Regions from separate parts of the Sus scrofa genome. Here regions 1 and 3 are each linked to region 2. The links are chromatin contacts, called in public Hi-C and promoter capture Hi-C maps. All regions are on one chromosome and are shown on one strand. Each heading gives the region's core, a stretch centred on a gene start, on an enhancer-like site or on the middle of the called end of the contact. The rest is flanking DNA. Distances are from core to core; before and after follow the strand shown. Region 1 holds the start of C6H1orf210 (type III endosome membrane protein TEMP). Region 2 holds the start of MED8 (mediator of RNA polymerase II transcription subunit 8). Region 3 holds the start of TMEM125 (transmembrane protein 125).

Evidence for each region. Promoter capture Hi-C pulls out the DNA fragments that hold promoters and counts their contacts. Hi-C and Micro-C count contacts between places; a contact is called where the count stands out from the background.
Region 1: a contact with region 2 is called in a Hi-C map of liver, with 4 times the contacts expected there. The contact joins the promoter of C6H1orf210 here to the promoter of MED8 in region 2. A contact is called at or near these places in 2 of 5 promoter capture datasets (both in liver) and 5 of 47 Hi-C or Micro-C datasets (embryonic fibroblasts, heart right ventricle, liver and 1 more).
Region 3: a contact with region 2 is called in a promoter capture Hi-C map of liver, with 2.8 times the contacts expected there. The contact joins the promoter of TMEM125 here to the promoter of MED8 in region 2. A contact is called at or near these places in 2 of 5 promoter capture datasets (both in liver), 15 of 47 Hi-C or Micro-C datasets (blood, embryonic fibroblasts, epiblast stem cells and 7 more) and 2 of 2 datasets of contacts at active chromatin or transcription factors (alveolar macrophages and skeletal muscle).

What each region holds. Positions count from the first base shown.
Region 1 is chr6:167,957,820-167,961,126 of Sscrofa11.1, forward strand. It overlaps C6H1orf210 (type III endosome membrane protein TEMP), which reads left to right and starts at 2,026. Exons shown (of 4, transcript XM_003128075.4): 1 at 2,026-2,536. LOC110261245 (a long non-coding RNA gene) reads right to left here and starts at 2,435. Exons shown (of 2, transcript XR_002345241.1): 1 at 2,273-2,435; 2 at 502-1,952. LOC110261244 (a long non-coding RNA gene) reads left to right here. Exons shown (of 3, transcript XR_002345240.1): 3 at 1-121.
Region 2 is chr6:167,859,613-167,863,112 of Sscrofa11.1, forward strand. It overlaps MED8 (mediator of RNA polymerase II transcription subunit 8), which reads left to right and starts at 1,737. Exons shown (of 8, transcript XM_005665484.3): 1 at 1,737-1,787; 2 at 3,409-3,500. The coding sequence starts at 1,782. It overlaps SZT2 (protein SZT2), which reads right to left and starts at 1,709. Exons shown (of 72, transcript XR_002345235.1): 1 at 1,579-1,709. LOC110261243 (a long non-coding RNA gene) reads right to left here and starts at 1,572. Exons shown (of 2, transcript XR_002345237.1): 1 at 1,325-1,572.
Region 3 is chr6:167,976,463-167,979,837 of Sscrofa11.1, forward strand. It overlaps TMEM125 (transmembrane protein 125), which reads right to left and starts at 1,869. Exons shown (of 4, transcript XM_021096898.1): 1 at 1,068-1,869.

The DNA.
Region 1 (3,307 bases), core at 776-3,275, 98 kb after region 2:
GTGAGCTGAAAATGACTAATTGACTGATATGGTGAATTTTTTGTTATGTGAACCAGATTATGCTATATGAATACTTCAATTTAAAAACAAATAAAAGAAACGCCAGACCCAGAGCTGAGGACGTGGTAGGCGTTCAGAGGATGTCTTCTGAATCCTATGATTTCCCTGCTTCAAAATCAAACCAAAACCCTAGGGGTTCCTATCACGGCTCAGTGATAACCAACCCGACTAGTATCCATGAGGACTCAGGTTCGATCCCTGGCCTCGCTCAGTCGGTTAAGGATCCGGCATTGCCGTGAGCTGTGGTGAGGTGGCAGACGTGGCTCAGATCTGGTGTTGCTGTGGCTGTGGTGTAGGCCGGCAGCTGTAGCTCTGATTTGACTCCTGGCCTGGGAACTTCCATATGCCACAGGTGTGGCCCTCGAAAGCAAAACAAAACAAAAAAAACAAAACCCCAAACCCTAAACCTCCCTCGGCTCTTCACGCCTCATCCAGGGTATATTCACGTTCCTCCCATTCATTTATTTCAGGAGTATTTTTTGTTGTCATTTTAGATATAAGGGATATGAAGGGAACAAGATAGACACAGACCCTACCCCCAGAGTTTATAGGCTCACAGGGGACTCTGCCCAGTAAAGAGAAAACACCATACTGTGTAGTCAGGGTTATGAAGGAGAAGGGCCAGGGTCTTCCAGGGGCATAAAAGAAGGAGAGAATCTAGAAGGGGTCTAGGGAGTTCCCAGCGTGCCTCAACGGAAACGAATCTGACTAGCATCCATGACGACGCAGGTTTGATCCCTGGCCTCACTTGGTGGGTTAAGGATCTGGCGTTGTCACGAGCCATGTTGTCGTTTGCAGATGTGGCTCAGATCCGGCGTTGCCGTGAGCCGTGGTGAGGTGGCAGACGTGGCTCAGATCTGGCTGTGGTGTAGGTCGGCAGGTGCAGCTCCCTGCCTGGGAACCTCCATATACCCTAGGTGTGGCCCTAAAAGTACAAAAAATGGGGGAGAGGTCGTCTAGATAAAGAGGGATCTAATCTAATCTAATCTGGGGCCTGAATGATAAGGGGGCCTGGGAGGCACCGTCAGCCAGGGGGAGGTGGACATGTTGGGGGGGGTGTTGGAGGAAAGCAGGGGTCCCAGGAAGAGTGCAGGCAAAGCCTGGAAGATGAGAGCCTGGTGGGTTCTAGGAGTAGAGAGCAGTTTGGTGTGGCTGCAGCACACAGTGTGACGTGTAGAGTACGCGGTCAAGGTCGGTGCCAAGATCTTCAAGGTCCTGCATGAACCGGTCTCTGCACTGCAGCCGCAGTAGTACCGTGGCCACTTGCAGACCCTTGGCCGCAGGCCTTGCTCCCCTGTGCCCTGCGAACTCCTGGGCCAGCGTGGCTAAGCTCCTGGAACACTTCCCCTAGACGCTTACTGAGAACCTCCCCAGTGTCAGGAGCTGGGAATCCAGAGGCTCAAACTTGGCCCCATCCTGGGAGAGCTCCCCGGCTCACAGGGGAGGCAGCAAGGGGAAGAAATATTTACAAGATATTTACAAGATAATGAGAAAAGAGCTGTGATAGGTGGAGCTAGTGGGGAGGCGTGGCTTGTGGGGTGGAGGTGGAGCTTGCCAAGGGGAGGCGGGGCTTGCTGGGGGATGAGCGCTCTGGGAAGGTGACTCCCTGAGGGTCTAAAAAAAACAGGGAGGCACTAGACTTGGGGAAGAGGGAAAAGGCAGAAGGCAGAAGTTCAGGGAGTTCCCGCCGTGGCTCAGCGGTTAGTGAATACGACTAGCCTCCATGAGGACGCGGGTTCGATCCCTGGCCTCCCTCAGAGATTAAGGCTCCTGCGCTGCCGTGAGCTGTGGTGTAGGTGGAAGACGCGGCTGGGATCACGCGTTGCTGTAGCTCTGGTGCAGGTTGGCAGCTGCAGCTCCGACTGGACCCCTAGCCTGGGAACCTTTTTTTCCTAAAAAGACCAAAAAAAAAAAAAAAAAAAAAAAAAAAGAAGAATTCAGAGCCTAGATTTGTGGGGTCACAGAATCCTTGAGATCCAGACGGGGGCTCCTACTCAAAAGACCTCTGAACTCACACTATTCAGTGACCTCCACATCCCTACAAACACACACACACTAACACACACACACGCACACACCCATTTTGGCAGCAGTTCCGAGTGTCCTTGGTCCCTCTGGCTTTGCCCGGAGCATGCCTGCCCCCTCCCCTCCGGTTCCGGTCCGCCGCCTTCACAGGCCTGCAGAGCTCCCGCTTCAAGTCTGGACTTTGTACCTGTTACCGGAAATTCACTTGTTTATCAGGGCCGCCCGCCGGAGCGGCTGCCTGCCGAAGACTGCCCCTCCTAGGGTCCGTGGGCCCCCTCTCTGGATCCCAGCTGCACGAGCCCCTCGCCCCAGCACCGGAGGTGGGGAAGAGGCCTGCGCCAGAAGGTTCTCGGCAAAAGCTGGGAAGATGTAGAATTAGTCCTCCCGATTGGAGGCGCTGCCCTCCGCCCTCACCTGCGGCTTAGGCCCCGCCTGCCCGCTGCGTCCCCAGGTGAGTCAAGCGACAGTTCTGGCCCGCCCCCTCACCTGGTCCTGCCGGCCCTAACCGGAAGCTCCTCCGCGGACTGTGCACAGTTCCTCCAGGTGGGGAGCAGAAGGGAAGACATTGGGGGGCTGGGAGGGGGAACCCGCAGATCTCCTGGGGCTCCTCGGAGCAGGAAAGGAGCCACAAATCAGGGTGGGGGTGTGTTTGTCGGTGGAAGAAATGGGACCAGAAGGGGTGCAGTGATAGCATGTGTGCCTGTGTGTTTGTGTGTTTTGTTGGCAAGAATTCAGAGGGACAGGGCGGGAAGGAAAGGAGTCCAAGTGAAATCTTAGAAATAGCAGGTTCAATTCAACTCATTTCAATTTAGCAATTTGTTCTGAGGACCCAGTGCCTAGTGTGGGGCCCACAGTGCACACCCAGTGAATGTTTGTTGATGAGTGGATGAGTGAATGATTTACCTCTCGTTTCTAAGCCCTCCCACCCCCGTATTCTCACGTCTCACAAACATGCACTGAGCAGCTGACTGCCAAGTTCTCTGCCAGCCCCTGGGCACACATTCACCTGTCCAGCCCCTGCCCAGAGAGCTCCCGTCTAGGAGCTGGCCGACTGTGACTGACAGGGCAGGACGGTGAGGGGGTGAGGAGGGGGTCCTGGGACAACGTCACAGGCAGGTATGGGGGATGGGGGACTCCACAGCTGAGGAGGGGGAGGCTGGGGAACAAGAGGGTGAGGCGAGGCGTGTGTGTGTGTGTGTGTGTGTGTGTGTGTGTGTGTGTG
Region 2 (3,500 bases), core at 487-2,986:
AGATACGCTCTAAGTATAAAATACACTCCGGGTTTTAAAGACTTGGTACAAAAAAAAGAATGTTAAATATCTCATGTGTTTTTAAATGTTTTGAAAAATGATGACACTGGGGGAATATGGGGTCAAATCAAATATATTAAAATTACTTTTACCTGTTTCTTTTTACCTTTCTAAATGTGGCTACCAGAAAACTCACATATATTTGGCTTGCACCAGACTGCTATTAGACAATGCTGTTTTAGATTATGTCTAAAAGGTATGCTGTATTTCACTACGACATCGCTCCATGTCCTCTCATTTTAATCCATAACAAAACATACTCCACATTCCTTCATGGATTTTTCTTATTACTGCTATTTCTGATGCATAGGCTACTCCGCCATTGATTCTTTTAAATAGGGTAGTTTCCTACAACCACGTTTAATCCTGGGTCTTGTTACATCACATGCCAAGGATCAGGAGATTTACCATCCTGTGGCAACTGTACTGCTTATACTGGAAACATTATGACCACCATACTACAGCAGACCACCTGTTTGGGAGTCTTAGCTCCGCTACTTAACTAGCTGTGTAACTTTGTTACCCTTAACATTTTGTGCCTCCGTCTCCTCAACTGAAAAATGGGGATAAATAATCACGTCTGCTTCTTCGGGTTGAGGGTATCAACTGATGGGGTAAAGCAGGACGACGCGGCACGCATTCGATATGTTATGACAACTCTTTTGTGTCATTTCATTTCACACGTCTCTCACCCTTCCCGTCTATCATATTCTAATACTGGGCACCTTTCCTGGTGATGTTCTTTTCAAACCAGATCTTCTAACTTCAAAACTTTGCTACTCCCTGGCTGAGGGTAGCACTTGGGTAAGGTACTTAACGTCTCTCACTTTCCAGTGTCTTACATATAAATGAAAGTGGACACAGCCACCTTCCTTGCACAAGTCTGAATAACACAATGCAGATCAAGTTCCTTGCATGGTCCTCAACAACTAAGGGATACCTCATGTGCATTTTCTGGTTTAAAATATGGGATCCTCACAAAACACCCTAAGACAGGTGTTTAAGAAGCAGGAAACAGTCAAGCCTTGCCCGAAGTTGCAGAGATGGCTACAGGGCAGCACCAAACGAAGTGAACGACGTTTCACTCCGAATCAAAAAAGAATCTATATATGTATTTTCCCCACGAAACCGAAGCTGCCTTTCAAAATCATGGCGCTGGAACTAAATTAATTCATGCTGATTATGTCATTCTAATACGTGAAGATATGAAGCACCAGCAAAGTAAAATCAAATTGCAAAATCAAAATAAAGGCTTTGTTAATACCATTAGGAAGTCGGAGAACCCGAGGGCCCCAGAGTTGGCGACGTGAATGAAATCTGAGCAAACAGAACAGAGCGACGAGCTTCTCCTCCAGCCCCCCAAGGAAAGTGCGGACCGCGGGGTGAGGAGATGCAACTGCCGGGCCTTCGGGGCGACCCCCGCCGCCCCCAGACCCGGAGGAGGCCACGGCCGCACCCGGCCGCCGGCCCCTCCCCCGCGGATCTCGGGGACCAGCGCTGCGCCCGCCCGCCCCTCACCTCCGGCTCCGGGCGCTCCGAGGCCATCACACAGCCCTCCCGCGCCGGCCCGGGCCAGAGAAGCCCTTCTGCTCGTGACCCCTGACCCGGCTGCCTCTCGCCCGAAGGAACCGGAAACGAATGGGAGGATCGAATCCCAACTTTCTGATTGGCTGACTTGGAAACCGGAAAAGGAAGTGGTTGACGCAACCTCTGCTCCCGCGATGCAGGTGAGGACCGGGTTGGCGCTCGTGACCGCTACTCAGCGTCGGGGTACCGGGACGGAGAGTGGGCTGGAGAAAGTGAGGAGCTGGAGCTGAGAGGAGTGGGTAGAGTCATCGGCCGACGGCTAAAGGGACGCGGGATGGAGGCGAGGCCCACTGGAGAGGGAGCGGCACTGATGACAGATGGGGGTGGAGCCCGGCTGGGAGACCGAGACGGCCCCTGAGTTGGGAGGGGGAAGGCGGCACCGACTTGCTGGGGGTGGGAAAGGGTCGGTCGTTTGGGAAGGTTAAGATGCAGTCCAACGAAGACAGCTCAAGAAGGTGCCGCATTGGCTCAGGTCCCGGCCCGGGCTGTTGAATGGCCGCTGTTGGCTGCCGACACAGCAGAGGATCGATAACTGGAGAGAAGCCCGAGAGTGGAAGGAATTGTGGGGCCGCAGTGACAAAAGCCAAACTAATATAGTCTGAGGCCAGTGGCTGGAACCCGGAATCAAGGCTACTGTCTTGTATATTGGCGAGTTCGCAAGGCAGTTCTACCTCCTTCCTAGCCTGTGCCCTGTGGTAGTTAAGGATGAAATGAAGTAAAGATGAAGAACCAAGATGGACAGGAAATGCTTGGCAGACAACCCCTCACCAGCATTTAAAATAGTTTAGTACTTAGGGGCATGTGCATTTTTGTTTTTGTTTTTCATTTGTCAGTTTCTTGCACCTGGTAGTCTGTCAGTAAATTTTTATAGCTTGACTAAGCTTGTGAAAGGGGCACAGGAATTTTGGCACAGAGATAAAATGAGTGCAGGTTAATGGAGTTCCTGTCGTGGCTCAGTGGTTAACGAATCCAACTAGGAACCATGAGATTGCGAGTTCGATTCCTGGCCTCGCTCAGTGGGTTAAGGATCCGGCGTTGCCATGAGCTGTGGTGTAGGTTGCAGATGAGTCTCGGATCTGGCGTTGCTGTGGCTCTGGCGCAGGCCAGTGGCTACAGCTCCTATTAGACCCCTAGCCTGGGAACCTCCATATGCCACAGGAGCAGCCCTAGAAAAGGCAAAAAGACCAAAAAAAAAAAAAAAAAAAAAAAAGAGTGCCGGTTAATTCAGCAAAGAGCTTGAAACAGCAAATGCTGAGGACAGAGGAAAGGGGGAAATGGCCGTGGTGGTGGCAGTGGCAGGTGTTCAAAGGAACCTTCACATGTAGGTAGATTTTTCAGAAATTGTGTCATTGGCAGGAACAGCCAGGCTCCCAAGGCAGGTTTAGGACAGCAGAAGTCAGAGTACCTATGCTGCAGAGTGGCACAAGAGATAATGACCCCGAGGCATTAGGTCTGCTGTGTCTGCTCAGTGAGTGAGAGTATAGTGTATGTGATAGGAAACCAAGCACGGATTAGGGGTGATGAGAGAAAGGAACCAGCAGGTAGGAGGAATTAGGCCAGGCGAGTGGGTTGAAAGGTCTGAGGGTTGGTGCTGTCTATAACCCTGATACCAAAGATAGAAAACAGCCTGGCTCTCCCTGTGCCAGTGAGATCCTGTGTCACATGACTGGTGTTGCGCACTGTCATCCTGGCTTTTCAGCCCGCCTCTGTGGGCACCACCCTCACCCTCATCTGAGTAACATCCTATTCCTGTTGGTGCAGAGGGAGGAGAAGCAGCTTGAGGCATCATTAGATGCACTCCTGAGTCAAGTGGCTGATCTGAAGAACTCACTGGGGAGTTTCATTTACAAGTT
Region 3 (3,375 bases), core at 619-3,118, 120 kb after region 2:
GCATTCCTGGGAAGGGAGGGGCTTCTGGCTGCCGCTGTTAGGGCTCGAACACAATTCCCAGATCTGGGCAGCGGGAGGAATGCTGTCCATCAGCCCCAGCGCCTGGGCCCGAACCCATCCCCCAGCTCCAGCCCCTGTTTAGCCTTCGCTCCAGCCCTAAACGCAATCCCAACTGCAGTTTTAAACACTAACCAGAATTCCTAGCTCCAACCGAGGCCCCTACCCACATCTCAGCTGAACCCTGAATCTCAAATGCCAACCTTCTCCCCCAGCCCCATTTCCAAATCCCATTCTGGTCCCAGCCCTGGATCTCAACCCCCAGTCTGGCTTGAAACTTCAATTCTAAATTCTGGAATTAGGTCTCAGACTGCAACCTCGTCCTCCTCGGCCTTGACCCTTGTTCCTGAATGCAGCCCCCAAATCCCCACTCCAAAACTCATATCCTGCCTTAGCCTCAGATTCCAACACCAGCTGACCCCTGGACCCAGCCCCAGTACCTCCATCCCTTGGTGCTTCCCCTGGGCCAGAGCCCACAAGCCCCTCGCCCATTCTCCTTTGAACCTCAAGTGTCTGCCCAGGGGAGTCTGGCCCACCTGGGGAGGTGGGTTTTGAGCTTACAGGGAGGAGGAGGGGGGGAGGCTTTTCGGAGGAGAAATAGGAGCTCCCTTGCTTAAAACACGTGCAGAATGAACCCTTTGGGACAAACTCCACACTCCTTTGCAGGGCTTACAAAACCCCTGCCACCCACAGTAGGCCAGTCATTTGCCCCTGGCCCCTGCCCTCTCGCTGGAATGTGCATCGTTCAGTTATGCAGGCTCTGCCCTGCTCTGCCCTTCCGGTCGGTTTTTGAACTCACAGTTCCCTCTCCCTGGGATATTTACCATCCCCCAGCCTCAGTCTGGTTAACTCAGCTTCTTCAACAGAGATGTCACCTCCTCCAGGAAGCCCTCCTTGAGCTCCAGACTGGTTTAGGTACCTCTTTGGGGCATCCATGCCCCCTACCCCACCCCGTGCTTCCCTCACCACCACTCTCACCGCATGCGCTCTCATGGTCCTTCTTTTCTTACCTGGCGTTACCCCCCAGACACAGGGTTCCCGGTGAGTACAAGCTTAGCGCCTGTTTTCTAACTATCGTGGTGACCTCGGCAGGCAGCCCTGTGCCTGGCTCATGGGAAGTAATCAACCAGTAAATGCTGAATAAATGTGTCAACAGCACGGTGTAGGGTGTAAAGCAGGGAGCCTGTGAGATGAAGCTGGAAAAACAAATTTGGCTCACGTGGCACAGGGCCTTGAATGCCTTGGTGAGGCATTTGAAGGGTTCTGGAGTATAACAAGGTCTGCCTCTAACAGGTGAAGCTGGCACCACACCCCACACAGTGGCGAGGGGGGCTGGGTGGAGGTGGTCCCAGGCTGGGTGGAACCCCTGGTCGGGCCTCCTGCTCCCGCTCCTCCTGGTGTGTATGAAATCGGCAAGAAAACAAAATCGTAGGTGTCAGTCCATCATCAGCACACGAAATAATTATGCTGGACCGTCCAGGTTTCTCCTTGCTCTGTGGAGGTGACTGCGGGGGCTGGTGACAACTAGAGCAGGACCGTCCATCTAACAGAAAGGTTACACGAGCCACACTACGTAATTTAAAATTGTCTAGTAACCAGGTTAAAAAAGTAAAAAGAGACAGGTGAAACTGATACAATAACATTTTTCTTTACACCCCTTTCATGACATACACATAAGACACGACACCATAAAACTCCTAGGAGAGAACGTAAAACATTCTCTGTAGAAACTGCACAAAGGCTTTCTTGGGTCAGTCTCCCAAGGCAATCAAAATAAAAACAAAAATAAACAAACGAGACTTAAACATGCAAGCTTTTGCACAGCAAAGGAAATCATGAAAAAAAAAAAAAAAAAAAACAACCCTGAAAAGACGTGTCCATTGACAGATGAATGGATTAAGAAGATGTGGTATATATACACAATGGAATACTACTCGGCCATAAAAAGAACAAAATAATGGCATTTGCAGCCACATGGATGCAACTAGAGGTTCTCATACTAAGTCAGAAAGAGAAAAAGGCAAATACCATACGACGTCCCTTATATATGGAATTTAAACATGGCGCAAATGAACCTGTCTACGAAACAGACTCACAGACATGGAGAACACGCTTGTGGTTGTCGAGGAGGAGGAAAGAGGAAGTGGTGTGGACTGGGTGTTTGGCGCTAGTGGAGGCAAACCATTGCCTTTAGAAAGCATAAACCTTAAGGTCTTACTGTATGGCACGGGGAACCATATCCACTCTCCTGGGACAGACCATCATGGAAGATAATATAACAAAGAATGTAAAATCATTTTCTTTTAGCCACAAATATTTTCATTTTAACATGCAAATCATTAATGAGCTCTTTGCCTTTTATTTATTTATTTATTTATTTATTTTTGTCTTTTTGCCTTTTCTAGGGCCGTTCCCGCGGCATATGGAGGTTCCCAGGCTAGGGGTTGAATTGGAGCTGTAGCCACCGGCCTACACCAGAGCCACAGCCACGCGGGATCCGAGCCGAGTCTGCAACCTACACCACAGCTCACGGCAACGCCAGATCCTTAACCCACTGAGCAAGGCCAGGGATCAAACCCGCGACCTCATGGTTCCTAGTTGGATTCGGTAACCACTGCGCCACGACGGGAACTCCCTATTTGCCTTTTATTTTGTCCTGGAAATTCGCTGTGTTTTATACTTGCAGGTCTTCTCTGCTCAGTCCGGCCACAGGCGGCGGGCAGCTGCCTCACTGGACGGTGCAGCTCTAGGTGACTTCTCCCTCAAGGGTAAGTTGGGGCAGGCTGGATTTTGGGGACAACCACGTGGAGGTGTGCCCCTTGGCAAAGCATTATAAAGGAGTTCCCTGTCCCGGGACAAACGAGGGCAGGGGCCTGGCAGGGCCCGGCCGCCGGGTACTCCTCTGGCACGTCTGATGTTTATTTTTCCTCCGGGTCCGAGGAGGGACTGCTCCCAAACAGACCCTCGGGTCAGCTGCCCAGATAGAGCTGGGCAGGGGAAGGCATGCCATCCCCCCTTCTCCGGCTTCCCCTGGGGGTTCGAAGGGAACTTTTTGGGTGGAGGGAACAACGCCGAAAAGCTCTCTGCGTTTAAACATTGACTGAGGACGACTTTGCACTCACTCTGGATCTTGTCAAATACCTTGGAGCGAACGTGGTCAGGCAGGCTCCCGCAGGGCTGTTGAACTCTGTCCCCAAAGCAGAGGCTGTTGGTGCAGCTCAGATGGACGGTAGTGAAGGCGGGGGTGGGGTGGGGTTCTCGGGGTGGAAAGGCAGCAGCAGGCAGGGAGCGCAGATTCTAACTGGTCCCTTCACCCTG